4 separate regions of the Sus scrofa genome follow, and regions 2, 3 and 4 are each linked to region 1. Evidence: chromatin contacts called from public Hi-C and HiChIP or PLAC-seq data. All regions are on one chromosome and are shown on one strand. The core of a region is the stretch at or near the end of the contact, and the rest is flanking DNA. Distances in the headings are between cores, read along the strand shown.

What was found. A called contact is a pair of places that touch in the nucleus more often than the background predicts. HiChIP or PLAC-seq counts read pairs in DNA pulled down with a chosen protein or histone mark.
Region 2: a contact with region 1 is called in an H3K27ac HiChIP or PLAC-seq map of skeletal muscle. The contact joins the promoter of NUDT6 here to the promoter of SPRY1 in region 1. A contact is called at or near these places in 2 of 47 Hi-C or Micro-C datasets (fetal skeletal muscle and heart right ventricle) and 1 of 2 datasets of contacts at active chromatin or transcription factors (skeletal muscle).
Region 3: an H3K27ac HiChIP or PLAC-seq map of skeletal muscle shows a contact between it and region 1, with 6 times the contacts expected there. The contact joins the enhancer-like site here to the promoter of SPRY1 in region 1. A contact is called at or near these places in 3 of 5 promoter capture datasets (fetal skeletal muscle, liver and skeletal muscle), 9 of 47 Hi-C or Micro-C datasets (embryonic fibroblasts, epiblast stem cells, fetal skeletal muscle and 6 more) and 1 of 2 datasets of contacts at active chromatin or transcription factors (skeletal muscle).
Region 4: a Hi-C map of subcutaneous adipose tissue shows a contact between it and region 1, with 2.1 times the contacts expected there. The contact joins the enhancer-like site here to the promoter of SPRY1 in region 1. A contact is called at or near these places in 3 of 5 promoter capture datasets (fetal liver, liver and skeletal muscle), 7 of 47 Hi-C or Micro-C datasets (embryonic fibroblasts, epiblast stem cells, liver and 3 more) and 1 of 2 datasets of contacts at active chromatin or transcription factors (skeletal muscle).

Annotation. Positions count from the first base shown.
Region 1 is chr8:100,857,182-100,864,585 of Sscrofa11.1, forward strand. It overlaps SPRY1 (sprouty RTK signaling antagonist 1), which reads right to left and starts at 3,976. Exons shown (of 3, transcript NM_001267835.1): 1 at 3,577-3,976; 2 at 2,549-2,735; 3 at 1-1,750. The coding sequence starts at 1,695. The coding sequence ends at 736.
Region 2 is chr8:101,237,587-101,244,990 of Sscrofa11.1, forward strand. NUDT6 (nucleoside diphosphate-linked moiety X motif 6) reads left to right here and starts at 4,581. Exons shown (of 8, transcript XR_002346434.1): 1 at 4,581-4,610. SPATA5 (spermatogenesis associated 5) reads right to left here and starts at 3,513. Exons shown (of 17, transcript NM_001177913.1): 1 at 3,369-3,513. The coding sequence starts at 3,513.
Region 3 is chr8:100,520,679-100,528,082 of Sscrofa11.1, forward strand. It overlaps a transcript of SPRY1 not described here. Among named protein-coding and RNA genes, the nearest start is that of SPRY1, 340 kb to the right of the region's middle. Within about 2 kb of position 3,748, at least 32 of the 83 cell types and tissues checked have an H3K27ac peak or open chromatin away from gene starts, as enhancers often do. A contact at or near this core is called in embryonic fibroblasts, fetal skeletal muscle, liver and 2 more, where this site is marked.
Region 4 is chr8:100,598,783-100,606,186 of Sscrofa11.1, forward strand. It overlaps a transcript of SPRY1 not described here. Among named protein-coding and RNA genes, the nearest start is that of SPRY1, 260 kb to the right of the region's middle. Within about 2 kb of position 4,874, at least 9 of the 83 cell types and tissues checked have an H3K27ac peak or open chromatin away from gene starts, as enhancers often do. A contact at or near this core is called in mesenteric adipose tissue and subcutaneous adipose tissue, where this site is marked.

The DNA.
Region 1 (7,404 bases), core at 2,726-5,225:
TCCTTCACAAATATGAAAGCTTGAAAAGGGATGAGCAAGATATTACCAATATACCTCCAATGTGAAGATTTACATTGTAAAGCAAATCTAAAATTACACTGGGAAAAAAAAAACCAGAACAAAACCCTGGCATCTCTAGATGCAGAAAATGCCAGCACTGAGGGGAGAGCATGTTGAGGGGCAAGAAGGAGAGGGCAGTGATTAAAGGAGAATTTTACTGTTATAACACATCCCCCATGCTACGTAAGAGTCCAATGCTATGAAGATAGCCCTAACTGAAGAGATTTAATACATAGCTTATTTAAGCAATTCAACGGCTGCTTCTTTAAAAACCAATTTCCCTGCTCCCAGAGTACCCAATCAAGAACAGCTCTAAATCACTGTAGCCTGTGTGTGTGTGTGTGTGTGTGTGTGTGTGTTCACATGCACAACTTTGGAAAGTTGCTTGAAGAACAAAAAGGCTACACAGAAGCCCACTGGCTTTCAATACCCTCTCAAGTGGATGGCAGAGGCTCTTGTCATAAGGCGGAGCCAGGTGCAGTTTCACAGTTCACTCTTACTGAAGATCATCCATTAGAGAATAAAATCCATGAGTCAAACCTTGGGAAGAGGGGTAGAGAAGGTGGAAAACAGGGAAGAATGGTAAAGAAAACAAAACCAGTATCTAATAGGATCTTTTTAAACAGCCACAGCTTGAAATTGAGCAGTTCAGGAGGTTCAACCCACCTCCAGGAATCATGATGGTTTACCCTGACCCCGGGAGGGGCAGCTCTCCAGCTTACAATAGACAGTGTTGGAGTTCTTACATCGGCACCCTGGGCGATGGATCCAGTCATAACACCCCCTGCACAGCTTCAGGCATCCCTTAGCAGGAGGATAACAGAGTAAGCAAGGTAAAAACAGAGACATGGCTCCCATACACAGGTACCTAGAGCAGCAGTGTGACTGTGAACAGGAGCAAGGATTATCCGAGTAAGAATCCCCTTCATCGTCATTGGAGCAGTGGTAGAAGATGCCCTTGACTAAGCACATGCAGGTGCCATATTCCACCATGCTCTCAGCAGAGCAAAGGCACTGATGGTTACAGGCCAAACAGGATGGCAGGGTCCTGGGAGCTGTGCATTCTCCACACTTGCACTTCCCACACTGTTCGCAAATGAACTTGTGCTGTGTCAGGTCCTCTTTCAAGGTACCCTTTAAGTCATCCACAATCAGCTGCTTGGGCTGGGTCCGGATTGCCCTTTCAGACCTATGACCAGGAACTGGTCTGGTTGGTGGTGACCTCCCTAATAGCCCCTGCTCGGAAGAGGCACTGCTGTTGCTCCCAGAACTGGCTGCACTTCCGGTGCTGGTTGATCTGCTCAATATGGGGCCTCTGGCATTATTTGAGAGTCCTGCATGGCCCAGGTGGCTGGTAGGTCTATGCTCGTAGTTATTATTCACATTAATTGGTATGATTTCGTGAGTCCTTTCATGCTTTTCTTGTCTTGGTGCTGTCCGAGGAGCAGGTCTTTTCACCACTGACGGCCCTTCTGTGTATTCATTGCTGCCTCTGATGGCCTTGATTTGGTCTAAGGACAAAATAGCAGCAGGCTGAATCTCCCTCTCATAGTCTAGCCTCTGACGGCTATCCAAAGCAGGCTGCTGGATCACAACTAATGAACTGCCACTGCCATGTTGATTTTGGGGATCCATGTGTAGTGCTCTTCAATTCTGCCAATCAGTGGAAACCTGGCATGCATCTGAAATCCTAAAAGGAAATCAAGGATGGAAAAAAAAAAGAGAGAGAGAGAAAAATAAATGACAAGAAGCATTTGGGGGAAGTGGGGGAGGCGAGAAATCCCATCAAGTCACAAATTGCCTAAACCACCTGGTAATGATCTCCCTCATCAGCGGATTACAATGATGCTGGGGTCCTGGCCAGAGTCCAATTCCAAGAGAGACTAAGGACCACATCATAGAAGAAGAATGTAAGCAAGAGACCCCACGCCATAAGAATTAGGAGTTTTTTTCAACTTTTAAAAAGCAGAATCAAGAAGTAATATCTTCCTGTTTGTGAATCTAACAAACAATTAAAGTGGAGTACGCCCTTGTGGGGAATACTGAGTATAAGCACTAATAAACAGCTCTCATCTAAAGAAAGCTCAGTAACAGTTCATGGGTGTTTTCCAAAAAGGAAAACATCCACCTTAAAAAAAATTAAGAACGGTTTTGGTGCCATTGCCTTTTGTTATTTGATGTGAACAAGCATTAGATTAATGGTGAAAAATTAGTCAAGGTATACTCCATGCACTAAAAAAAAAATTCAAGAGATTCTAAACTAAAATGAAATCTCGAAATAAAAGGTCATTTACAGCAGAAACCAAAATTTTAAAACTAGCTAATTAATCTACAAATTGCAAAAATGAACATAGACAAATACAGTTCTTGGTGTTTTACAGCCTCTAAACACACAGAAAACTCAATATACAGTTCGGTGAGTGTTAAGAGTATTCACAATTGAAATCATGAAAAGATTTTTTGTAAGTTTAAATAAGGGCTCACTCACCTAACGAGATAACTTTCATGCACAAATAAGTGTTAGGCCTTTAAAGTAGTATTGGGAAATCCTGGCCATTTTAATTATCTGTATTTCCTCTAATTTAAAAATCTGTATTTATGTGCCAGATCTTGATTTTCAAAAGCACTGCCAACTCCGAATCAATGTGCTTCTTGTAATAAAGTACAGTGATATCCTGATGAAAATAAGCATTTGCGTTTCTATACCAAGAGTAAATTATTTCTCACTTATAATGTATTCTCCATAAAACAAACTATCGAACTTAAAAACATTTCTGTTTTCAAGGTTGTAAATTAGATTATTTTCATACAAATTCCTCCCAAAGTCTACAGATCTGATCCAATTCAAGAAAGAAAAGAAAAAAAAAATCCATTCTCCACTTCTACCTTGAGCCAAACACATCAGCTTAAGGAATAAATCGGAAAGAAGACCATTTCATCTATCAACTTCACTGAGTGTCGCTGGACTAAGTCTTACACGTTAACTTCTTGCAGTTCCCCTCCCTCATTCTCCCAAAGCAGATCTTCACGTTTCCACTTTCTTATACCTTCTCTGAACTTAAGGAGAAACACATTCACAACCTGCTGGGTTTAGTCCTGGATTTCTTAAGGGCTGTTCAAAATACTCCATGGTTATTCTGCACAATATCATTCTGCCTCGCAAAAAACTTTTTAACCCACTATTTTTAAAACAAAAATAATCTAAAAGTACTAAGTCAGACTCCAAGCGAAAAAAAAAACACACAAAAAAACCCACATAAAAACCCGTGGATCTGAAGGTAGAAAAAAACACCAGGCACAACCGAATCTGAGTTTTAAATGCTAGTTGTAACGAAGATCATCCTGGGCGGTAAAGGAGACTACCAGATAAAAGGAGAAAGCAAAGAGAAAGAGCCACCTCTGATCTGAAGTAAAGCCCCTTTTCAAGCAGTGACAGTCCTCCATCTAGTTCCAAACACGGTCACAGGTTCTCGATCGCCTGTTTGCCCCAAGAAACCCCAAATCCAAGTCGAATACCTTTTCGGCCAATCCCATCACATCCTAAGGATCACCGCGGATTTCCAAAACCTTTTGGCGTATCCCACCAAAGATGCTTACAAATCAGGAAGAGCCTTCAGAGAGAACGTGGCCGGCGGAAAGCAAGCCCCGCGGCAGGGAGGGTTATAAATAAATATCTGTCTACACTTTAACGGAAAAGCCGGATTCCTAAAGAGCCGGAGCCTGCAGAGCGGCGTCGCCACATTGCCAGTTACCGCGGCAGAGCTGCGCCCTCTGCGATCCGCGCGGAGAGCAGCGCGGAATAAATAGTTGACGGAGAGGAAGGAAAAGGAAAAAGTTATGAATGAAAACAAGTTTTCTCTTTTGCTCCCTCTCTCTCTCGGGCAGGAGGAGGGGAGGAGGCTGAGGTTACCATTACCTCAGGAGGGCGGACTTCCCCGCTTTTAAAGTGGCAGTGCCCTCACCCCTCCCCTTGCCGCTCCACTGCTCTCACTACAGGGAATAAAGTGGCAGCTCGCTCGGGCGCACACCGACTCAGCCCAGGGGTCACCAGAGAAGTCGGGGTGTGCTGCGGCACACGCCCGTTTCGGGGCCCCCGGCCCCCAGGACCCGCCGAGCAGCTCCGCCCCGCCCCCGCCGGACCCTCCAAAAGCCTACTTGAAAGCGTCTTTAGCGTGGAGGGTGCTTCTGCGAGGACACCTCGGGTCATGGCGCCACCGCTGCAGGCGACTGGGGACGGGGAACCCCGCCTGGCGGTCTAGCGCGGCGGAAGGTTGCCCGCGGGATTGCCCAGCCTCGAGCGCCCGGGCGGGAGGGGCCGCGCCGCACGCGGGGGGCGCCCCCTCTCCCCCCTCCCTTCCCTGCGCCGGCCCGGCCCCCGCGCAGCTCCCCAGAAAGGCACCTGCCGCCCAGCCCGCCCAGCCAGCAGCCTCCCGCCCCTGCGACCTAGGCCGCCTAGTGCTGCCGCCCCGCACTCACCTAGGCCGAAGCGGGGGCGGGGGTCCAAGCTTTGCAACCCGGCGGGGGTCCTGGTGCGGATGGCGACGCACCAAGCGCCGCATCAACCGTGGCGAAGAGGACGGAGAGGCATGGCCTGAGCTGCGGCCGGTCGACCCGCAGCCTCCTCCGCCCCCGCCGCCGGGCAGGAGCGCTCCCCGCGGCCCCCTTCCGGCTGCGGGGAACAATCCTCCAGGGACTCCGCGCGGCCGGGTGCAGATCTTTCACGGCTCGCGTGCGCCGCGCAGCTCAGTAACATCCACCTCCCAGGCTCTTCTCGTCCTGCTTCCTTCCAAGAGCCAGAAAAAAATTTCCTTCGGGGGGCTCTCCGAGTCTCTCTTGATAGCGATCTAGGGAGCGGTAGGAGAAGAGTGCGTGACCTCCCCGCCGACCCGCCGCTGAGCAAGAACGAGGGTGCTTCTCGGGGTCCAGTCGCTCCTTCGCGGGAAGGGCGGGAGTGGCGGCTTCTGACGCGTGAAAATCCACGTCACGGACGCTCGAGACTCCGCGGCGCCTGAGACAGGGCTCGAACCGGCAGCCACAGGCGGGTCACAGAGCCGTGCAGGGCCCGGGAACACAAGCCGGCGAGGCCAAGCCGCCGCTCCCCGTGGGTGGGATTTTTTTTTTTTTAACCCGCTTTTTTAGGGGTGGCAGCGAAGGGAGCGAAGTTTGGGGGTCCTCCTCGCGAGAGGAGATGGGGCGTCGTCCCTTGGCCCCCAAGCAGGTTCAGGCAGTTTCCGGATCCCGCACGCCCGGCAAGTGGGGGCACGGCGTCCCCGGGAACTCCGGTCCTGGCGGTCAGTATCTCCCAGGCAGCGCTCACTCCCAGTCCTCCGAGCCTCCTGTTCCACGGGCTAAATGCCTGCTGCAGACGGTTAAAGATAAAAACACGTTAATTTCCCTTTCTTTACAGGCACTTGGACGCGTAGCGCGCCCCGCCGCCGGGGCGCAGAGTGGAGCGGAGCGGGCGGTTGGCCAGATAGCCCGCCGCCCGCACCCACTGCCATGTGCTGGCTGTTGCTGCTCCGAGTGATTGACAGGCGGGCGTACAGTCGGCGTGTCAGCAGCGAAGCAAAGTAACATGCAGTCTTGCACGTTTTTGCCGAACTGCTTTTGGCCCTTGGAATGCCTAGGAGTTCAAACAACGTTCAAGCGACGCCTCTGCTCATTGGAAATCAATACACAGAGACGGGAAATTCAGGTTTTAAACAATCGCTTTGCTCGGGATTCGGTCGCCAACAATGCCTAAACAAACATGCATTTGGTACACACACGGAGTGCCAGCTCCTCTTCAGCATAAACCACCCACTTTTTCACACTTTCGACCATTTCAGACTTTAAATTTGTCACTGTTAGGATATAGGGGGGGAAAGATGGAAAGAGACCCTGTTTTTTCTTTCAGTGGTATCATTTACTTAAAGAACATTAGTTTTAGCAGTGGGAATGCTACTGGTAACTTGAAATTCAACCAGTAATCTTACATCTAAAGCGACTTCAAAGAAATAATCAGTTCCTTGCAAAAGCCAACATTTCTCAGCTAATCTTTCCTAAAATGTCTACGGAAGAAAAGGAAGGAAACAGTTCTTACCTAACGCAAAGATTGGATATTGCTCTTCAGGCACATTTACAGCGAATGTAGCTGTTCCTTATCCAGGGCAGGGAGCTCTGTCTGCAGCTATCACTCTGCAAACCACTGCGTGCCTTACAGAGCAGTCCCACTCTGGCTCCGCAGAATTTCAGCTCCTTGCCTCCACCTCCACCTCCAACCCAGGACACGCCTCCAGTGATATCATGTGTCAATCACACGGGCTGCCTGAAAACCTGGAACAGGATTTCCCCGAGTCTTTTCCTCTTTCGTTTATGAGTGCCCCTTTGGAAATGTTGCCCCGTATGCTCCTGTCATAAACATCCTCTAAAAATGTGGATTGCCTCTAAAAATCTTGCAAATGCCGTTTGTCATAAAGGAATGCCTTTAAACTTAGTTAACAATGTTTAGATATCAATCTCAGTAAAAGGATTGGTGGAATCTACCCTTACAGTTGAATTAGAAAATAATTTTAAAGAATAAAATAAGATTAAAAAGATGTATATCCCGCCATTGCTTCTGATCAGTTACCAAGAAAATGTACATTGATATACAGAAGATGATAATATAACATTACAGTTCCTACTTAAAACAAAATTCAGAATATATGAAATCTCAAAACTCAAAAGGTGGCACTCCTTACTGCAAAGGTATGTGACAATATATCATAAAGGTGTATTTTATGATAATTGCTTTATCTTTATTTATGATATAATTTCCCCAAATCAAAATTTTAAAATCATAAACTCCTTAAATTTTGTAATATATTTGTATAATTAAAAAAATTTAAAAACTCAGCTAAATAGCAATCAATTAAAATAGAAATAATTTTCCAAGAAGTTTTGTAATTCTTAAGCATAAATGATATGCTACTGGAAAAAAAAGAGCATTTTAATCGGTAGGAAACTTGCTTTTTGTTTCCTTACAAGCTATTGGATTTTAGACATTTATTATCAAAATCATGTACTTCATTCTGCAGTGAGGGTAACTATATGGGAAGTATCCACAGAATTTTAAAAGATAACTTAAAAAAATCCAAAAACATGGTTAAGTGGAAAGGAAATATTTTTTTTCTACATAGTACATATCAGAAGTAGCTTAAAGTCTTTGATAAAATAAAGCAAACAAAACTCTAGTAACAAAATCATATATAAATATGAGTATGGAAATTTTCAGTTCAAAATAATTTTTTAATTTCCTTCTTTAAAATAGCAAGTGATTCTTTCGAAACTAACTTTTTAAACTGCTCAAACATTTGAAAGCCT
Region 2 (7,404 bases), core at 3,331-5,830, 380 kb after region 1:
AAAATATGTATAAAACCACAAAAGTCCCCAAATAGCCAAAGTAATCTTGAGAAAGAAGAACAGAGCTGGAGGTAGCACAAACTATACTGAAAGCTACAGTAATCAAAACAATATGGTACTGACACAAAAACAGTTCCATAAATCAATGGAACAGAATAAAGAATGCAGAAATAAATCCACATCTATCTGGGCAATTAATCAACGACATATATAAGGGGGAAAAAAAGACAGACTCTCTAATAAATGGTGCTGGGAAAAACTGGACAGCTACAAGCAAAAGAATCAAACTAGATCTCTTTCTTACACCATGTACAAAATAAACTCAAAATGGATTAAAGACTTAAATATAAGACCTGAAACCATAAAAATCCTAGAAGAAAGTACACACATAACTCTTTGAATTTGGTCTTAGCAATATTTTTTTGGACCTGTCTCTCTTTTTTTTTTTTTTTTTTTTTATCTTTTCCAGGGCCACTCCCACGGCATATGGAGGTTCCCAGGCTAGGGGTCCAATTGGAGCTGTAGCCGCTGGCCTACACCAGAGCCACAGCAACAAGGGATCCAAAGTGCCTGTGACCTACACCACAGCTCACGGCAACACCAGATCCTTAACTCACTGAGCAAGGCCAGGGAGCGAACCCACAACCTCATGGTTCCTAGTTGGATTCGTTAACCACTGCACCACGATGGGAACTCCCTTTGGATCTCTTAAGGCAAGGGCAACAGAAGCAAAAATAAAAAAAATGAATCTACATCAAACTAAAAGGCTCTTGCACAGTGAAGGAAACTATCAAAACAAAAAGGCAGCCTACTAAATGAGAGAAGACTTCTGCAAATGATATATCTGATAAGGGATTAATATCCAAAATATATAGAGAACTTTTATACATATAAAATGGATATAGTAAAATGGAATATTATTCAGCCATAAAAAGAATGAAATCTTGCCATTTGCAAAAACACGGATGGATCTAGAGGATATTATAAGTGAAGTAAGTCAGAAAAAGACAAATATATGGTTTCGCTTATATGTGGAATCTAAAAAACAAAACAAATAGAAACAGACAAATGGATACAAAGAACAAAGGGATGGTTGCTAGCTGGGAGAAGAGTGGAGGGGGTTGGGCAAAACAGGTGAAAGGAATTAAGAGGTACAAACTTCCGATTAAAAAGTAAGTCACAGAGAAGTACAGTATAATGAATATACTCAATAATACTATATTAATTTGTATGGTGATAGATGGTACTAGACTTATCATGGTAATCATTTAATGTATTTAAAAGTGGGGATGGTTCAACATACACAAATCAATCAACATCATATACCACATTAACAAAAGTCAAAAACCATATGATCACCTCAACAGGTGCAGTAAAAGTGGGGAATTCCCATTGTTGTGCAGTGTAATCAAACCCAACTAGTATCCACTGGATGTAGTTCAATCTCAGGCTCCCAGACCTCAATCAGGGATATGGCGTTGCTGTGAGCTGTGGTGTAGGTGGCAAAAAAGGCTCGGATCCTGCATTTCTATGGCTGTGGTGTAGGCTGTGGTGTAGGGCAGCAGCTGCAGCTCTGATTGGACCCCTAGTCTGAAACTTCCACATGCCACCAATGCAGCCCTAAAAAGAAAAAAAAAAAAAAAAAAGGGAATCACAATGACATACACCTGAAACTAACAAAATATTGTTCATCAACTATATTCCAATTTAAAAAAAATGTAGTCCACAAACTATTTGTTACTGTTCATGATGAGGTAAGAACAAAAAAATGATATGCATTTAGAAGCTTTTATCGCATTTTGACAAAGTAATTCTACATATGTTGAATCTAATAAAAATCTCTAACTTATCTGCCAGTAATTTACTTCTATTTTATTTTACAACAGTGTTACTGTGCCACGTCATTAATTTCAAAATCTTTCCTACAGAGTTTGAAACGCATTGGTCTAGAAGACAATTGAATCGACTCAGAAACAATATAAATTACACATACAAATCTGGAAAATAAGGGTATAAATGGGAAACTCTGGGAAGTGGATGAACTTGCTGAAGAAAGTTCATATAGAGAAAAAGAGGGTTTAGGACTAAGGATTAAGAAGCTTCTACTTTGGACAGTTAGGTAGATAAGGGTGAGCCTGCAAAACAAACTGATTAAGTACCAACCAAAGAAGGGGAAAACTCTGGGAAAGTGATGATACATAAGTCAAGAAGAAAACTGTTTAAAGAAGGTAGAAATGGCTGACAGACAATACCAAAAGCTGCTGAGGGGTCAAATAATGAAATACCATCCATTGGATTTATCCACATGGAGATAATCAGCCACCAGGGCAGGTGCCATTTTGATGGAATAATAGGGTGGATGTCAAATAGGAAGAGGCTGAGGAGTGAGAGAAGAGCAGCAGCTGTGGCTCCGACTGGACCCCCTAGCCTGGGAACCTCCATATGCCCAGAGTTCGGCCATAAAAAGCAAAAAAAAAAAGAAAGAAAGAAAAAGAGATTGTGCAAGACAGCAAGACCCAACTAGTTGCCCTCTGATCCCCAAAAGAGACTGAAAACGCAATGTTAACTTGAAGATAGTCTTTAGGGTCTGCAATAGAGAAATAAAAATCTTGCCGCTAGGTTAATCTGAACCATTTTTAAAAACCACAAAACATCAAGACTGTTAGAAGCTTTACCAACTAAATGCGTTTCGGTTAAATCCGTTCTCTCAAGTCAAGGTTGCCCTGATCTAAAGCAATGGCTTTAGAGTCAAATACTTCTGGCCTCAAATAAACCTTTGTTATTTATTTAGTAGGCTGTGTAACCTGGGGCGGTCACGTTAACTTTTCTTCCTCTGTAAAATGGGCAGAACACAATACCATCTCCCAAGCTCTGAGAAGAGTAAATGAGACACGTAAGTGAAATGCGCAACCTACTGCTAACGCCAGTGTACAATTAACAGCTGTTATTAAATACCAGAACTGGTGTAACAGGGGAAAAGCCACTTATCAATCTTAAAGGCACATCGACCTCTCTCTCAAGAAGGACGGGTCCACATGGTCACCGAACTGGGTGATTGTATACAAAGCTCGCTTGATATGAGCGATTTTACACTTACATATGCCGTTAATCTTAAACAAGCCTAGGCTGTTTCAAGTGAAACTTAGAAATTCAAAAAATGCAGCTTGACTTGCCATGGTTAAGTCATTTCTGCCTCACGTTTCCAATGCAGGCGCAGCTTCAGGTGTTTTAGGACTTCTGTGCCGCGCTCATATCGCTGCCTCGACCAACTTTTTAAAAACCTCTTCCCCTCAAGGTAGAACCGCTAGGTTTTCGTCCTCTCAGGCAGCACCCCCTCGGCCTCGGACCTCCCTCTCAGAACTCTTTACCCTTTTCTAGGAAGTTGATCACCACCAAAGTCCCGGCCGCCACGGCTGAAGCTGTGGCCCCCTCAGGAAAGGAAGCAGCGGAGGCCGAGGGCGAACTATTCTCGGTGCTTTGGTTCAGGCGTTTTCTGTTCTTCTTGGAAGACATGATCTCAAGGCTGCCTGAGAGAAGCAGCGGTGAAGCCGGCTCAACGTGCGCGCTTCACTGAGAGAAAAACTTCCGGGGCAGAAGCCAGCGAGGCTCTGTTCCGCGCCGTAATCCCCGGAGTGGAGCGCAGGAGGAGCGGGAGAACCGAGGATCCTTCGTTGAAGAGGTTCTGACTTCTGCCAAGGAGTAGGTGGACAGAACTGTCCTTTAGATTGTAAATTCCTGAAAAACAGGAATTTTTCTTATCTCCACCGCATTTTCCATCCCTGAACAAACGTCCCTTTAATATTAAAATGGGTGGGGGTAACTCCGGGAGGGTGGAAAGCTGTGGGAGTTTCTCCCCGCTTGGCGGGAGCCAGGCAAACTTCTGAGAGGAGTCAGTCAACAGGACTGCCGTTTCCTCTACCTAGAGCTGCAAAGCGGTAATGCCTGCTCAACCCTGAGATAGGGTGGGTGGTACTCTTCTAAAACTTACGGTAGCATTCTTCGTTCTAAGGCAAACCCGCTGGGTAATTTGGAAGCTGAGGCTTGAGGCCACGAGAGCCTGCGTGGAAATGCCGCCGCTGCGGAGCGGCCGCTGCTGGTTCACTGGGCTGGCTCGGGTGCGCCACGCAATGCTTTATGCAGGGCTCCGTGGGGCCTCGAGTTTCCTGGGTTGCTCTCGGGACCCCCCTTCCGTAGCTGGCGAGCTGAGGGGTGAGCTGGACAGATTCGGGGGCGTCTCGGTGAAACTAGACGCTCTGGACCGCCTGGACACCGTCGCCTTCCAGAGAGCTTTGCAGGGCAAGTGCGCTTGGATCAAGGCTCCCCGGGCTCCCGACCTTTCTAACCAAGTAACTGGGGTTCCCACTCCCGAGTCGCTCTGGAGGGAAGGAGAGAGGGCGTGTGTGACCCGCACCCGTTTTCTGCCTTTCGTTCTCGTGCCCTTGGCTGGGAGGTTTCCGAGGCTGTTGGGGAAATGGTGACGAGCTCAAACTTTAGGTCTGCAGCCCTACTTTCTGGTCCTCTTTCTAGTGTGTGATCTTGGGCAAGTTTTGTAAATCACCTTTTTTTCATCTGTAAAACCAGGTAACAGGAACTCATGGGATTGTTAAGGGGTAAGTTGGACAATGCTTATTAAGTGCTTAGCGTTATAGCTGCCGCGTACTTACTGCTCCGCGTTTGTTAATATTATTTCATAATTATTTACTGCCGTTTACTGAGACTTGGTTCTGCCCGGCACTTTGCCCAAGGCAAAACAAACAAAAAAACACCCTATCGCGTTTTCTGATACAGGTGGTGGACCGTAAGTGGGCCGAAGAGGCTCCGAGTGGTCGTATTTGTTCACAAGTGGGATCAGGAGCTCTGGTGCCCAGAACTAGAGAGTTTCTTCTACTTAGAAAGCAACACTCCCTTTATAATTAGCGGGGGAGATTGGTGAATGGTTTCAGTCTTCAGGAACAAAGCTCACCATTCTCTTTATTCTCTTTGAACCTTGAATTCAATGATTAAAAAAAAGAAAGCTTGTGAAGAGGAACCTTCACTTTGAGAGCCCTCGATTTGGTGGAGCAACCTGTTTTTCAAACTGCCCTTGAGGGTCTTCATAATCAAATTGAAAGCAGAGAAAGGATATTTAGCCATGGAAAAATATCCTCTCACACTAAGAGGAAACTTCAAATAATCTTTATTCTGTGCAGCATATGGCAAGTGAGCATCTATGGTAATAGAGTAGAGCTAGTTAATCTTTAAGCATCCTCATTTCCAAGCTACTTATCTCTTCACCTGTTTTCTCTCCTACTTGGGACAGTTGCTAACTCCAGCAGATCAAATCGGTGTTCATCCTCTAATGTGTGTCATATGTGTGGGTAGACACAGGTGTTTATTGCACACACTTGTTACTCGTAAGTGGCCAAACAAGTGATCAAAGCACTATCTCAGGAAGGTAAAGCAGAAAGTGGGTTGGGTTTGGAGTCCCACACCCAAGTTTCAAGTCCCAGATTCTGCCACACAGCTAGCCAGCCATTAGGCAAATCACCACTGAAAATATTTTTATCTTAGGTTGCTTATGTGAATAATGCTAGCTCTAATTACTTTACTGGATAGATGTGATCAGAGATAAATTACATGAAACTAATTTATAAACTTTGAAGTACCATATGCTTTTTGTAACTTTTTAATGCAATTGCACTAAGTGCTAGACACTTTTTAAAACTTCATGAATACAGATTCATTTAATTCTCATAACAACTTGTGTGGTATGTACTATTATCCTCATTTCAGGGATGATGGTACTGAGACAGATTAACTTCCCTGGCTCTAGAATGTGTTCTTACAGCACCGTTAAGTGCCATTGCTAGTTGTCATTGAGTCAAACAAAACCTAATCATATTGCCTATAAAAATAAACTAAAATAACCTGAGAAGAAAGCCCATTAAATCCAAATCTATTCGAGTAAATTGGACTGATTGTATATAATGTATTAGCAAGAGTTAAGTACCTTTACACATGAAGTCTGTTGCTTTATTGTTCCTGTTATTGATAACTGTAAAGTTAGATGAATGAACAGGTAATATGTTGTTGAGCTTCATATATATCTGCATAAGTGAGGAAATAACCTTGGTTCTACTTGCTATGTCACTCATTAGCTGTGTGGCTTTAAACAAACCCAGTCATTAATAAATATGAATTGAGCCCCAGTGTGTAATCTTATGTTAACCTTCAGGATTGCAAATACACAAAATATTAATTAGGATTAGAAATAGATAACAAGAGATATCATTAGGCAATGTATAATAAGCTCTAGTAAATCTAGAGCAGAATCCTTAGGTTCTCTGTGGAGAGCATGTAAGGAAAGCTTATCAAAGAAGTGAGGGATAGAGAAGGAAAAAGTATTAGAAGTTTATCAGAGAAAGAAAATGAATTAAAAGAATGATTCTGAGACTTGAAGCATTGGTGCCAGAAATATGCCTATAAATAAAATGAGGTTGGGGTGGAGTGTGTAGGAGTCAGTCTTGAACATAGGCATGAAGTTTGCAATGGCAGCCTTCAAGAAATGTCTGAGGGCAGCTGGAGAGCAGAAAAATCAGTGTTCAGTGAAGTCAGGATTGGGCAAACATCCTTGAATAGTTGTTAACTGAAGAAGTGGGAGTGGATGGAGTCAATCAGTGTAAAGTTAAAAAACAGTAAAAAAGTGACTGTAGGTTCAGAACTTCAGGTTTTTTGATTGTCATGATTGGGAAGGAGGACATAGCAACTCTCTGGAATAATAGAGATACTCTGTAATCATGAGTGTGGGTCGCAGAGGTGTATGCATATGTCAAAACTCATCAGATGTTCGCTTAAGACTTGTCCATTTCACTTTATGTAATTCTATGTCAATTTTAAAACAGATTTGATCAGAGAAAGATCCAGGTGAGAAGGATCTGAGGAGATGCCATAGGCCCAAATTAAGAAGTCTGTTAAATTAAGCTCCCAACTTGTCTGTCACTGTGTTAGGCACACCGACTTGTCAGGTAGAGAAACATGGTCCTTAACGGGGAAGGTGCTTACTGCAGAGGATGTAAAAGACAAGAGAAAGGAATCTAATAAGTAAATAATCAAATCTTTCCCCATCTCTCTACACATACTTTTTAGGGTTATTGTTAAGATTAAGTGAGATGGTAGATAGAGACAGTGGTCTGACAAGTTTTTCTAAAACTGTGAAGTATTCATTTCTTCACCTATAAATTAGATGATAATACTTGCCCTTTTTTATTGTGATAATTTAATGAACTAGTGTATCTAAAATGCCTGGAATTTAGTAAGGGTCAGATAAATACTGGCATCCTTTTTCCCTGGCTCAATCTTAATTGACAGAGTAAGAGAATTTAAAGTCAAAGACAGAAAGTCTGCTTCATGTTCATCATGGTATTA
Region 3 (7,404 bases), core at 2,498-4,997, 340 kb before region 1:
CTGGCCTCGCTCAGTGGGTTAAGGATCTGGCGTTGCTATGGCTGTGCTGAGGCTGGCAGCTACAGCTCGATTAGACCCCTAGCCTGGAATTTCCATACGCCGTGAATGTGGCCCTAAAAAAACAAACAAACAAACAAAAAAGTGGACATGGCAATGACCATCAACCGGAGATGATGAGAACTTTGGGGTAAAACACATTGATGAAATAGGACCTGGGCTTTCACCTAGATTGAGGCTTGGTCTACTGAGGGGTGAGAGCTGTGTTGGTACCCAAATCAGAAGTCAGTGGGTCATAGAAGAAAGAGCACTACACTGGGTATCATAAGCCTAGATGCCAGTGCTAATGTGCCACTAGGTAATTCTTGACTAGGGAACAGCACTTAATATCACTGGTCTCAGGATATTTTACGTTCTCTTACTTTATAAATAAAGGATACATGCAGTATTTGTCTTTCTCTTTCTGACTTACTTCACTTAGTATGAGAGTCTCTAGTTCCATCCATGTTGCTGCAAATGGCATTATTTTGTTCTTTTTTATAGCTGAGTAGTATTCCATTGTGTATATATACCACATCTTCCGAATCCAGTCATCTGAGAAAAAAGAATCTATACATGTATGTGTAACTGGGTCACCATGCTATACAGCACAAAGTTGACAGAACACTGTAAACCAGCTATAGTGAAAAAAAATGTATTATATAAAAAATAAAATAAAAGATACATGCACCCATATGTTCGTTGAAGCACTATTCACAACAGCCAAGGCATGGAAACAATCTAAGTGTCCATCAAGAGATGAATGGATTAAGAAGATGTAGTATATATACACAATGGAATACTACTCAGCCATAAAAAAGAACAAAATAATGCCATTTGCAGCAACATGGATGGAACTAGAGACTCTCATACTAAGTGAAGTAAGTCAGAAAGACAAATACCATATGATATCACTTATATCTGAAATCTAATATATGGCACAAATGAATCTTTCCACAGAAAAGAAACTCATAGGCTTGGAGAACAGATTTGGGGTTGCCAAGGGGGAGGGAAAAGGAGTGGGATGGACTGGGAGTTTGGTGTTAATAGATGCAAACTATCTCATTTGGAGTGGATAAGCAATGACATCCTGCTGTATAGCACAGGGAACTATATCTAGTCACTTGTGATGGAACATGATGGAGATAATGTAAGAAAAAGAATATTATGTGTATGTGTGTGTGTGTGTGTGTATGTATGTATGACTGGGTCACTTTGCTGTAGAGTAGAAATTTTCAGAACACTGTAAATCAACAATAATGGAAAAAATAAAAATAAAAAAGAAAATAAACAGGTAGATAAACTATAAAAAAACAAAGACTTTAAACCCAATATGCTCTGATGTTTCTACAAAATATTAAATTTTATGGCTACAAATCAAATACATCTGAAGCCTCTTGGTAACTATGCAAACCTAACCAGTATTTTGAGGATTTTTTTAAAGCCTGGTATCTGAGTCTGAAACAGATGCTAACAGTAATAAGAATAATAGCTACTATACATTTAACAGATATTTGTGAGGGCCTACCTGGTACCGTCTACTGTTCCAGAAAATGAGAATATAGCAGAGAACAAAACATACCTGTTTTGACAGAGCTTATGGTCTGTGTCAGGGAGACGACATTTAATAAACATAATCCAGTATGTCTGATTGCGATGAGGACCCTGGAGAAAAATAACACAAAGACCAATGAGGGAAATGCCAAAAGGCATTTCAGAGCAAATTGTTGAATACTTTTTACAGGGCACACATTTTACACGTATCCTCTCATCACATCTTAACTACAATACTACGAGGTAATAGTTATTATTTCTCTATACACTATTGCACAGATCAGGGGAAAATGGGCATAGGGACATCAATTAAATTTCCCAAGAGAGAGTAAGTAATAAAAGTCCAGAACCCGTGTCCTAACCATTAGGTAGAACTGTCTTCTGCCAGACATCACAGTACAAGTGTTTAAAATTGTCATAAACCAAAATAAGCACACATATTCTATGCATTTAGAACTCTTTTTTCCACTATGTTTAACACATAAAAACTATTGAAAGAGTGTCAAAATTTTTAGAAGATTCCATCCTGACACGTGATTTTGGCTTAAATTAGTGTATCTTGGTATAAGTTTTGAATGCAGTGTGTAATAACCATAATTAAAAGATCAAAATTGAAAAAAAAAATCATTACCAAGGCTTCATAGCCTAGTCCTAAACCTTCAACATGCTAGGTTAGTGAAGTTTTCTAAATGAATAGACCTAGAATACCAAAATTATCTTTGTACATAAAGCCTGTTGAAGAAGATACAAGGATTCATGTTTCAATAAAACATAACATCAGTGTTATGACAGAATCAGATTTCACATAAAGCAGAGATACACAGAACTATGGTTAAGTGCAAGTGTTCTATATTCAAACAGACCTGGCTTCAAGCTTGCTGTCTGACTAGCTCTATCTTCTTAGGCAAGCCTACTAAATTCCTTGAACCCTAGTTTCCTTATCTGTAGAAGAGGAATAATAATAATAATAATATCAACATTCTATGTTTTGTGAGAATTTAAAGAGTTCATGTATTTTAAAGACTCAGCCCAGTTCTGGCCAATAGGAAATTTGCAATAAATGTTACCCACTGTGATTATCATGAATAAATGTACCAACTTGGGTAAAGGGGATTTGCATACCCAGAGAAGTTAGTATGATACCTAACAGGATACTTAATGTTCTTTTTCAGAGAACCCACTCTGCACTGAATGCTGAAGGAACTCCCCACTCTCCTTTCCCTAATTGCTGCCTCAGGAACATGCTTAGACTCTAACAGTTAACAGCAGTATTTCCAAACAGAAAAGGGCAATGACATAACTTTGACCTGTTTCCGTACATCTATTTACATAACTCAACTAATGAGTATCTTACAAGAAGAAAGAATGACTCCAGTGGTCTGTAAAAATAGCCATGGAGACTCAGTCCCCTTTGTTAACTCACAATAGCCACTGATGATCTGATCATTTCCTCTAATCTGCATTTGGATGACTTGAAGTCACTTCCCAGGAAGTAAACTCATGACATTCATTCCTTCATTCCCAATTTATACAGATTTCATCCCGTCATATCAACAGCCCATATAGCCAAAGAAAGGGCTTTCTAACACATTGTTTCATTGGTGTTTATGTGTTTCTACCCTAAACAGACAGATGCAGATTAAGCAATGCGTGTCAATCCCATTATGAGGCTGTGAAATGGGCAGAAGTTTTGCTACATACACATGCAATAACACACATTGTGAACATCCTGTTTACTTGGCTCGTCCTCAGATGATTTGGCTGTGGTGTATCAGTGCATTACTGACAGCTGGGAATTTCTCCAGTGGAACATGCCTTTCCTATGACAAACATCCAAATAGCAGTGGGAACACGTGTCTGCCCACCGTGTCCATACAAAACAGCACAGTTCCTCCAAATGCAGAGCATGTTGGGTGCTCGGGTTTTGTTGGAAAACCTCTGAGGGGCCCCCAGTGACCTTTAGAGGCTGCATGAGATAATACATTCTTGGACCCCTATTTCCGGACGGCTTTGGGCAAGGTCAGGATGGCAAATATCCCACTTCCACAATATCAGATGTTACGGTAATTCCTTTTAGCTAATGTGTAAGAGCAAAGGAATGCCTTCAAACCTCATCTAGGCCCTGTGGAATCTGTTGAAAATGCATGACAGCTGTGGGCTTTGGCGAGGCTGTCTGTGAATGTATGAGATTTGGAAACAATTCAAAGCTAGAAATAACTGTACAACTCATAACCCTGCACCACGGCTTGCTCTCTCCCTCTCTCTCTCTCTTCCCATCACTCATTTCACACACGCTGTAGCTGGGTCACCATCTCATCCTCATGACTTTCATGCATTCTTCATGGCCGGGAACTGTGGGTAACATCCTCCCCGAATAAACACAGATGTGAAAAGAAGAAAGAAACAGGGGCGGGGGTCAGAGCAACAGAATGATTTTAATAAGGCACAAGAACAGGAAATTGAGAAAGAGCCTTTTTTTTTTTAATATCCAATTGGGAGTTGCGAAGCAGCAGCAAACTCACTTGTTTAAAAGCCCATCTGCAGTTAGAATCATCATCGAGCTTTCCAGTGATTTATAGAGGCTCTCATTTTCTTAAACCTGCGTTATTTTTAAAGGCTGTGACTATTTACACTGAGCTTTGGGGACTTTTACATGCATTTTCTGCCCCTCACCGTTCACTCTCACAACGAGAGTTTGCACTTCATGCTGTTGAGAAGCGTAGGATGATGGGGAAAGGACATAGGAGAAACGGGGTCCACTTCAAAACATTTCTAAAATCAAATGATGATTATCCAAATACCTCACTGATTCTGACGTCAAAATTCCTACTCTTATCATTTTGACTTAAATGTCATCCCACGATTTAAAAACATTCTGCAACCTGACTTATAAACAATGCATCCTAGGAAACACCGGCTCCTCTCCCATGACTTCTGCTGCTGCTAAGGACAGTTCAGTTGGCCTCCACACCCATGGGCAGATTGGTTCCAGGACCTCTGCAGATGCCCAAGTCCCTTACATAAAATGCTGTAGCAGTGGGCTCCATCTCCACAGATTCTGGTTGGCCGACTACAGATGTGGAAATCACGGTTCCGGAGGGCTGAGTGTATGTTTAAAATATGACCTCTTGGCACAATCAGGTTATTCTCATACAGTTTTTCCTTTCTAGCTAACCCTGGCTTTGACACACATGGTGGCTGTGTGTCAGTCATTAATAACACAAACTCTTAAACAGCCCAAAACAAACTGCACATTATCATTATCCATAGTTTGGCCAAGGTAACCCCCCCCAAGATGGAGGCTTTAAAAGTAAGGAATTAGTTCTCCAGTTAATAATATCTCATCAATATCCTAAAATGAAACAAAACCACGCATAACATATTTAAAAATAACTTAGGGCACGGAAAATAAGGTAAAGGGGGAAAAACAATTCCTACTGAGGGCATGAAAAACAATGTAAAGGGGAGAAAACAATTCCTACTGAGAATGGGCTGGATGCTGTCAAGCACCTCATCAGCCAGCTGGATCTATTTAAGTGTTCAGAAGTGGAGAAAAAAATTACTGGGGCTATCCATGCACAAAAACTAACACCTAACTTGAAGAATAGATTCCCAAAGAAACTCACTGGGGGACACAGATGCTTGCTTGGGGGCATTTACTCTTATATTAAGATCAATTCTAACAAGCTGGGTTATTTGGATTCCCAGGCCACAATGGATTAGAAACAGCACATTAAAGAAAGACAGTGCTCTGGTGGAGGAAAATGCACTGGCAGCTACCAGGAGCACAGCTGGCCAGGGAAAAGAACACCAAGATTCCCTATTGTGGCTTAATGGTAACAAATCCGACTATGATACAGGTTCGATCCCTGGCCTCGCTCAGTGGGTTAAGGATCCTGTGTTGCCAAGAGCTGAGGTATAGGTCACAGATGTGGCTTGGATCTGGCTTTGCTGTGGCTACAGCGTAGGCCAGCAGCTGCAGTTCTGATTCGACTCGTAGCCTGGGAACTTCCATATGCCTTGGGCGTTGCCCTTGAAAATAACTTCAGGAGTTTTCTACCAGAAAAGAAAACCAGAGACAGATTCTGCTTCTATCCTTTAATACCTAAGAATGGAAAATTGGGAAGATATTACTCTATACACACACATATACGCACTCACACACATACACTAACACATGCAACACTCCACACCAGTGACAGGAAGGGCTAAAAGGAGGAGTGTGCCTTCCATGTCAGTTTCACAGAGGGAAATTCATACAGTGATTTAGGCAAGTGAGTGACTAGGCAAGACTGAGGAGAGAGGGACATTTCTTGTGTAGAGCACTTATGGACAGTCAGCAAAAGGTAGAAATGCTTAGGGATTAGTTGTCTGAATGGAAAGAGAGCACTTGTCATCCTGACTCTCTTGTCTAGATGTCACATAACCTCTTCATAGCACTGAAATCCCCATGCCTCTTCATGACCATCAGGCAATACACGAGCCTAGCTCTCATCATGTATCTATGACTCTACCTGCTTGTAAACTCCTGCTGGAAATCCCCCAGTGGACACCAGCACCACACCCCCTTCTCCTAACTACCCTTTGCATTCGTTTCCTAGGGCTGCCATAACAAATGACCACTAACTGGATGGCTTAATACAACAGAAATCTCTCCTCACATGATTCTAGAGGCTGAAGGTCACAAATCAGGTGTCAGCAGGGTCCTGGATTCTGAAGACCCTAGAGGAGGAGCTTGCCTCCCCTCTTTCAGTCTCCCGTGAGTACAGGTGTTCCTTGATTGTAACAGTGTAACTTCAGTCTCTGCCTCCATCTTCATATGCCCGACTTCTCTGTGTCTGTGTATCTCTCCTCTTTTCAAAGGACATTCGTCATTAGATACAGAGCCCACCCTAAACCCATTATAATTCATCCCAAGGGCCTTAACTAGTGACAAATAGGGCAAAGACCCCATATCCAAACAAGGCCACATTCTGAGATTCTAGGTGAACACATTTGGGGAGAGAAGGGATAGTGTTCATCCCACTACACCCATCCACAGAGTTACTTAAAAAAAAAAAAAAAAAAAAAAGCCCCATGTTTAATAGCCTGTACCTCTGCCTATGCATAAAAATGCCAATGATAGACATCTGTGGGAACAAAGTGGCTCTCATTCAACAGCCATTCTTCTCCCCTTCTTCCCTAGTCTTAGATACCCATCTCCAAAGGTAGCTGCTACAAGTTCCAGATCCTCACTTTCCCAAGCTTCCTGCAGTCAGTGACTCCATGACTCAGTTCAGACACGGAGGCAACAGAAATGCAATAGAGACTTGATGTACTTGGGAGCTAATAAAGCTGAAGCCCCATACTCTCAACAACCCCATACTCTCAACGAACCCAGCTTAAGACCTGGTGCCTAATTTTGTATTTTATTGTTCTATTTATAATGTATTAATATTGTTCTATTTTTCTAAAAGAAGATCCCCCAAATTATATTTATTCAGGCCCCACTAAACCTAAAGTTCAGTGGTTTCCATCCTGAAAAAAAAAAGAAAAGAAAAGAAAATTTCACACAGGGAGTTTTCTTTCTGCCTCCTTTCTTCTTGCTTCAGATGCTGCCATAAGAATATGATTATTACAGTAACAGTGGCCATCTCTCTATCATGAGTAGAATGCTGAGAGAATACTGGATATTCTGCCCCTTGACATTTTTTAGTGCTGAACCAGCCCTGGAGCCATCTCCCTCCAGATTTCTTGTTACGTGAGAAAAATATACAATAAAAAGTTATTTAGGTTCTCTCTGTCATACAACAAAACGTGTCCTGATATAGCACC
Region 4 (7,404 bases), core at 3,624-6,123, 260 kb before region 1:
AGGCTATTGTCCTTCTCAAAATCTCTACAGATCTGTGTGGCTCACACACCATGGTCTACATCAGTGCTCCTGTTCCCAGGGAATTCCAGGCTTCACTGTAACCTCTAGCAGCTATTTACACTTTTCTAATGAAGACACAGATGTAAGCCACGGTCCCCTCCCCAGTGTTCCACCAGACACTACTCATGGAAAGCACTGCAGTGTCTATCTGGCAGATCAAAACGAAGCTTAAGTTCAACAAAGAAGGTGACATCACGGAATCTGAACGTGAATCAATATTCATTACGACACATCCTCCTCTTACAAGTTCTCTGCCCCCCAGGCCACACACATTCTCCATGGCTGGCAGACCTCAGCAACTCATTTCCAGATGCCTTGTGGCCCCAACCTTCCGGCACTATCATCATCACGAGTGGGGGAATGGAGGGCTGTCCATGTTCATTCGAAGGACGCAACATGGACATTTCCTAATTAAAAAGCCACCACCTCCAGTAGGAGGTGCTCCCCTCCTTTGAGGCACATAGAGCTGTCATGAGCTGTGCTTTTAGGTGACTTTTTTTTTTCTTGTTGCCACACTGATGTCAACTAATGTGGTGGAGCAGAAAGAGTACTTGGCCTGACGCCCAGTCCTGCTTGTGCACCTGGATCTCAGCTTCCTTGTTGAAGAAAAAGCCGCTCAAAAAAGAATGGCTTCTGAACTTTGTTAGGAAGAGAAGCTTCTCATAAACTCCTATCAAATTGTGGACAATGGAAAGAAGAATGCAGTGCCAGCCTGGGGCTGCAGGGGACAGCTACTGAGAACAAGGGGGGTGGGGGCTGAGCCCCACCAGCACAGTGAAAGGAAGCCAGGTACCCAGGAACCATATCAAAGTCTGATAACCTGGCCCTAATCAGCCCCACATTACTCCTAGGACACTGACCTTAGTCAAACTGCCTAACTTGTTTAGTTCTCATTTTACTCAATCTGTGTAAAAACGTGTCATTTCTGCTCCATCTATCTCACAGGGTTTATATGGGATTGAAAAGAAGTAAGAGATATGAGATCATATAAAATGTTATACAAAATAGATAACATTGATTGTCAGTGGATCTCTCCTACTTTATTGGCCAGCCAACATCAAGGAGCCATCCAGTGCAAACAGTTCATCCAGTGTAGGTTTTGTTACATGGATCGCACATCTGACTTACCGGGATTGCCTTAGAGCAATTCTACATCAGTTTTCTAAAGCACAAACATCACAGAAAATGCAGGTGATTCTGCCTAATGTCTATGGGAGATACCTGATTGCAATTGGCATTTTGTGTTGCTATTTTGGCCTAGGTAGCTATATCAGCATCATATTTGATATAAAACTTATATGTGAAGGTAGATTTAGAAACACAGCAATCCTCCCCTACATTTCATTTTCAAAGAACACAAAATTTGGAGTATTTTATTATTATTGTTTTCATTATTCCTATTATTATGGTACTGTTACTATTTTATTATCATGTTTATCATTTTTATTGTGATACACAAATAGTTTTCCTTTCTGGCCATTAACCTAAATGCTCCAAAGCCTCATCGTTTATGATCAAGGGAAAATTTATGAGACATTAAAATAACTGTGTTAATTTCTTATATTAATTTGGGTTACCAGTTGCATCATTCAGAAGTTATACAAATTGTATCCATAAATATCATAGATTTGGAAGATTGAGAAACAGAAATTAGGTTTGAACACAAAGATTTCAGGGAAATAATGGGATTAAGGTTTGAACCTGCTGACAAATTAGGAAAAAAAATTCTCCACACAATAATTTACTTTCTTCAAGTTTAAAGTAATATATTGGAGTTCCTGTTGTGGCACAGTGGAAACAAATCCAACTAGTAACCATGAGGTTGTGGGTTCAATCCTTGGCCTCTCTCATGGGTTAAGGATCCAGTGTTGCCATGAGCTGTGGTGTAGGCTGGCAGCTGCAGCTCCAGTTCAACCCCTAGCCTGGGAACTTCCATTTGCCATGGGTGTGGCCTTAAAAAGCAAAAAAAAAAAAAAAAAAAAAAAAAGTTTGAAGCAATATGAATATGTTAAATTACTTATCCCATGTTGTACTTTAGCATTATTTCCTTCACTTTTTAAATATAGAGTCTATGGGATTTTTACTAGAATTACAAAACTTCTATACACTGATCTACCAAAGATAAATAAAGAGAATAAAACCTACCCTGAGAGGGAACCACTGTGTAACTGTGGACCGAAGGAAGGCCCTCCAACAATGTGCACATACATGGTTCAATTAATCTTTGAGGAAAATGGCTTCAACCAATATCATCTCTCTGGCACTCACTTTCAGTTCCTCTGGATTGGAGAACTTGCCTGATGGAGCAGAGATGGAGTCAGACACTGCCCTAACTCCAAGGCTGGAAGCAGAGCCACTGTGCTCACTGAAAGCTCAAATGGGAGTTCCTCTTGTGGCGCAGTGGAAACAAACCTGACTAGTATCCATGAGGACACAGGTTTGATCCTTGGCCTCACTCAGTGGGTTAAGGATCCGGCATTGCCATGAGCTGAAGTGTAGGTCACAGACGCAGCTTGGATCCTGCTTTGCTGTGGCTGTGATGTAGGCCCGCAGCTGCAGCTCTGACTTGATCCCTAGCCTGGGAGTTTCCATATGTCGAGGGTATGGCCCTAAAAGAAAAAAAGAAGAAGAAAGAAAGCTGGAATGGAGGGTGCGTGGCCCCTTCTTGGATAGACCTCTGCTGAAAGAAGTGCCCTCTCACACCACATGGCATCAAACCCACCCAGGCCGATGCTCACTGCCTGAAACATAAATGCAGAGGGAACAAAGAGTGTAAAATCTGCTCGAAGAACTGCTGTCCCAGCAACTCTGAGCAACACGACGCTCATGAAGCCTGCCCTGCATTCCAGAAAACCAAAAAGTGAGAGCCCTGATAAGATAACCAGGTAATTAATGAAGCAATTTCCCTTTCCTGCTCACATGCTATATTTATTTTTAATATAAAGTCTCATCATCTTAAGCAATAATACACTCTCTTCCTGTAACCTTTAAAAACTTGCCAAATGGAGCAGGACAAACATTACTCACATTTTTGTGTGTCTATTTTTTTCAGTTTTGAGCTTACACACAAAAAATCTTGTAAATATAGTCAGCCTTTTGGGTTTTTTTTTTTCTGGTTTTTCTTTGTTTTGCTTTGCTTTTTTTCTTTACAGAAACATTTTTAACTTTTAGTTTAATAATCAGCTTTTTTTCAGGTTATGTAAAGTAGACATTTTCCATGGTATAAAATATTCATTTACTACAGTAATTTTTAAAACAATTTTGATAGTAGGAGAATTTTTTCAATAAAATTGTAGGTGGACCCCAGAATATAAAAAGTAGTAAAGGCTACAAAAAGACAACCCACAGAATGGGAGAAAATATTTGCAAATGAAGCAACCGACAAGGGATTAATCTCCAAACTTTATAAACACCTTCTGAAGCTCCATAACAAAAAAACAAACAACCCCATCAAAAAATGGGCAGATCTAAACAGGCAATTCTCCAAAGAATACATACAGATGGACAGAAAACACATGAAAAGATGTTCAACATCACTAATTATTAGAGAAATGCAAATCAAAACCACCATGAGGTACCACCTTACACCAGCCAGAATGGCCATCATCAAAATTCTACAAATAATAAATGCTGGAGAGGGTGTGGAGAAAAGGGAACCCTATTACACTGTTGGTTGGAATGTAATTTGGTGCAACCACTGTGGAAAACAGTATGGAGTTTCCTCAGAAAACTAAAAATAGAATTACCATTTGATCCAGCAATCCCACTCCTGGCCATCTATCTGGAGAAAACCATCACTCTGAAAGATACATGCACCCCCAGAGTTCATTGCAAAACTATATACAATAGCTAAGACATGGAAGCAAGCTAAATGTCCATCAACAGAGGAGTGGCTAAAGAAGATGTGGTACATATACACAATGGAATATTACTCAACCATTAAAAGGAAAGAAATATCAGCATTTGCAGCAACATGGATGGACGTAGAAATTATCATGCTAAATGAAGTCAGTCAGACAGTGAGACACCAACATCAAATGCTATCACTTACATGTGGAATCTAAAAAAAGGACCCAATGAACTTCTTTGCAGAAAAGATACTGACTCACAGACTTTGAAAAACTTATGGTTTCCAAATGAGACAGGTTTGGGGGTGGGGGGTGCACCAGGGGTTTGGGATGGAAATGTTGTAAAATCAGGTTTTTTTGATGATCATTGTACAAATATAAACGTAATAAAATTCATCAAGTAGTTTAAAAAAAAAGAAAACTTGGGAAACAAAAAGTAGTAAAGGCTTTGCCATATTTTAACATGATGGATGGCCTGTGATCCCACTCATGAGGCCTCACCCCAGCCTTGTATTATTAACTGGCCAGGAAGACAATGAACATAAGTCAAAAGACAAGCAGGAGTTCCTGCTGTGGTGCAATGGGATGGGTGGTGTCTCTACAGTGCCATAACCTAGGTTTGATCCCCTGCCAAGCACAGTGGGTTAAAGGGTCTGGCGCTGCCATAGCTGTGGCATAGGTCACAACTGCAGCTTGGATCTGATCCCTGGCCCAGGAACTTCTCTGTGTCATGGGTATGGCCAACAAAGAAAAAGACAAAAACCAAAAACTTTTGTTGCATCATTTGTAATGAACACATGGCATTACGTATTACCGTTCAATTAAAAAACATTCTTGTACATTTTTAACCTCTTTAGGTAAATTATTCATTTGGCCAAAAGGGAAATCATTAGGCTCAGAATTCCATGGTGAGTAAAATCATTAATGACTAAGTGGCCAGGGTCAGGCATGATGTGAAAACACTTGTTCTGCCAATCTATTTCATGCCGGATTCTGAGCTAAAGTATTTTTACAATTTGAGATTCTGGACCTTGTCAGAGAGTTCATGGATGCCAAGTTGTTATGTAATCATTAAAATAACAAGGCTTTGGAAGCACTAGGAGATAAATAGAGCAATTTTTTGAGATTTTTTGAGATTTTTCTTTTGTCTGATCAGGGCAATTCATCTTTTGAATTACTTGTACTACCACACAGAGCATAATTTCCAATGAAATTGTAACTCAGCACATTTTCTCTAAGGGCAACCTGGCCTTCATCCTGATCATGGTTCCATTTGGAAATAATAAACATCATAAAGGACAAGAGTTTTCATACAGAGCATCTTACATTAAAGGTCTGACTGAGTATGATCAGCACTCCAAATTGTAAAGATGGTGCCATGTTCTAAAAAGACATTTCTGATAGGATAGCTGTATATCTCAGTAGGCTAATAATTCAGACAATTTTTGCTACAGTAGATGTCAGAGACTGACACAAGTTGTTGGAAAAGAACTTGGAACGTATGTGTTTTTTAGACAGTTAAATTGGGGTAGGTAGAAACTGTTGGCTTCTTTTCACAGGACCAAACGTGCTGACCACCTTTTATGGACAGAATCTCTATCATTTGTTTCCCAAAAAAAACATTGTGTAGGGATGTGGGTGTGGGTAGGTGTATGTGTACGTGAGCGGTCAAATGCTTTAAACCAGGCTTTAGTTGCTATTTACTTCAATTTCTACTCAAATAAAACACATGTATCCAACATGCACACTGCCATTTGTTTTGAGTACAACACTAACAGAATTTAGTGAACCAGCTCTCAAATGAGACAATTCACTACAGACCACAGATGGGTTATGACAGAATGAAAGAAGAGTGAAGAAACCAAGGGAATAAATTAGAGGATAGAAATTAGGAAAAGAAATGAAAGCAGATGAAAATTTGGAAAGCAAGGAAGAAATCAAAATGTTACTTAGAAGTAAAGATTTGAGCAGAAGTTTAAAGCATGAACACTGAGGCTTATTATGGAATAATTGCTTAACCTTTGTCCCAATTTCTTCTATAAAATGCCTCCCACCTACACTATAGAGTTATTTCCAGGGCTAAATGAGAAAATGCAGGTACAGCATTTAGCAAAATAAAGTGAAGTAGATGTTCAATAAAGGTTAGTTATTAGCATTAAGTTAGGGTAATTAACATTAAGAGTATTGTGATTATTTGTATTACTTATAGAAAATTACTATTTTAACATAATTTTTTCTTTCATCTTCTAAATATCAGTTATTCTAGGTGTCAAATCTTGCCATTCCTCTTTTTTAAAAAAGTTTTAATGCTGATCATAAAGTTTATAATATAAAGAATATTAGGAAAAATAGTAACAGTCAAATTAGTTCCTAAGATATAATAGCGATCTTTAGCTAACTCTTTCAAGTTTTCCTGTATGAATAAAGCTGAGATCAATTTCCTACTTTTTAATCCTCTGCCCAAATATGATTTGGATGTCCAGGATTCTAAGGAAAACAAGTCTTTCTCCAAAGACTTTAGTACTCTTCCCTGACTCCTTTTCTTTCCTACTGTTTTTATTTTCAAAAGATCATTCACAAAATTTAAAATCTCATTTTGCACAAGTATTCATACTAGAAGGAGAACAATCTAATCATTCTTTCAGAGGAGTTACTATCTTTAAATTTATATCTGTAGTCTAACTTAATTTTTTTTTAAGTAAGAGTGAACTCTGAGGACACAAGCTGTATTTTTGCCTTTTTATCCATCATAGTAACTATTTCAAAGCTGTCCATAGAGCAGACATCAATACACATAAATTCATGAAAAATGTTAGAAATGAGAAAAGGACAAGAAGCAGAGGTTAATTGCAAAGGTCATCCAATTTAAATTCCTAATGAGAATTCAGAGTCTTTTGGGTTTCACCTTTTTCACTATGATTGAAATGCCAAGTACAAGCTGAACAGTCTGCTAACAATCTGAAAAGAAAATATATTACCATGATTGTACAGAGAAACTGGAAGCGATTTTCTCTTGGGTTGGAGGTTTAAACAAACAGGAAGCCCTGTTTAGGATTTGTCTTCATCATCTTTCATCACAAGTCAGCCTGACTTCCTGATGAAGAAATGTGCAACTGCCTTTAGATACTCAACCAAAGTGGGCAGAAATGCCAGCCCAACAATCTGTAACTTTAATTTCAAAGTTGCTAATCCTGAACACCTCATCTCCTTGTGACCACAACTCTCTAAGTAAAGTTTTGTCTCTTAATCTCCATGAGAAGTGAGCACAAAATGAGTCTTTGTTAGTATCTGGCTTCATATTTAAAGGATCTCATTTTATTTCTATGATTGAAAACATCAAAAGGGATGAGAAACAAACCAAATACTAGACAATAGTCATAATAACAGACCCCTTAAAGTGTTTTCTACCCAAATTAGTAAAATAGTTTTCTGTAGGTACTTGAAAAAGTATTATTTATGAAATGAAACAAAGATTTTTTTTATCAAAAGCATAGAG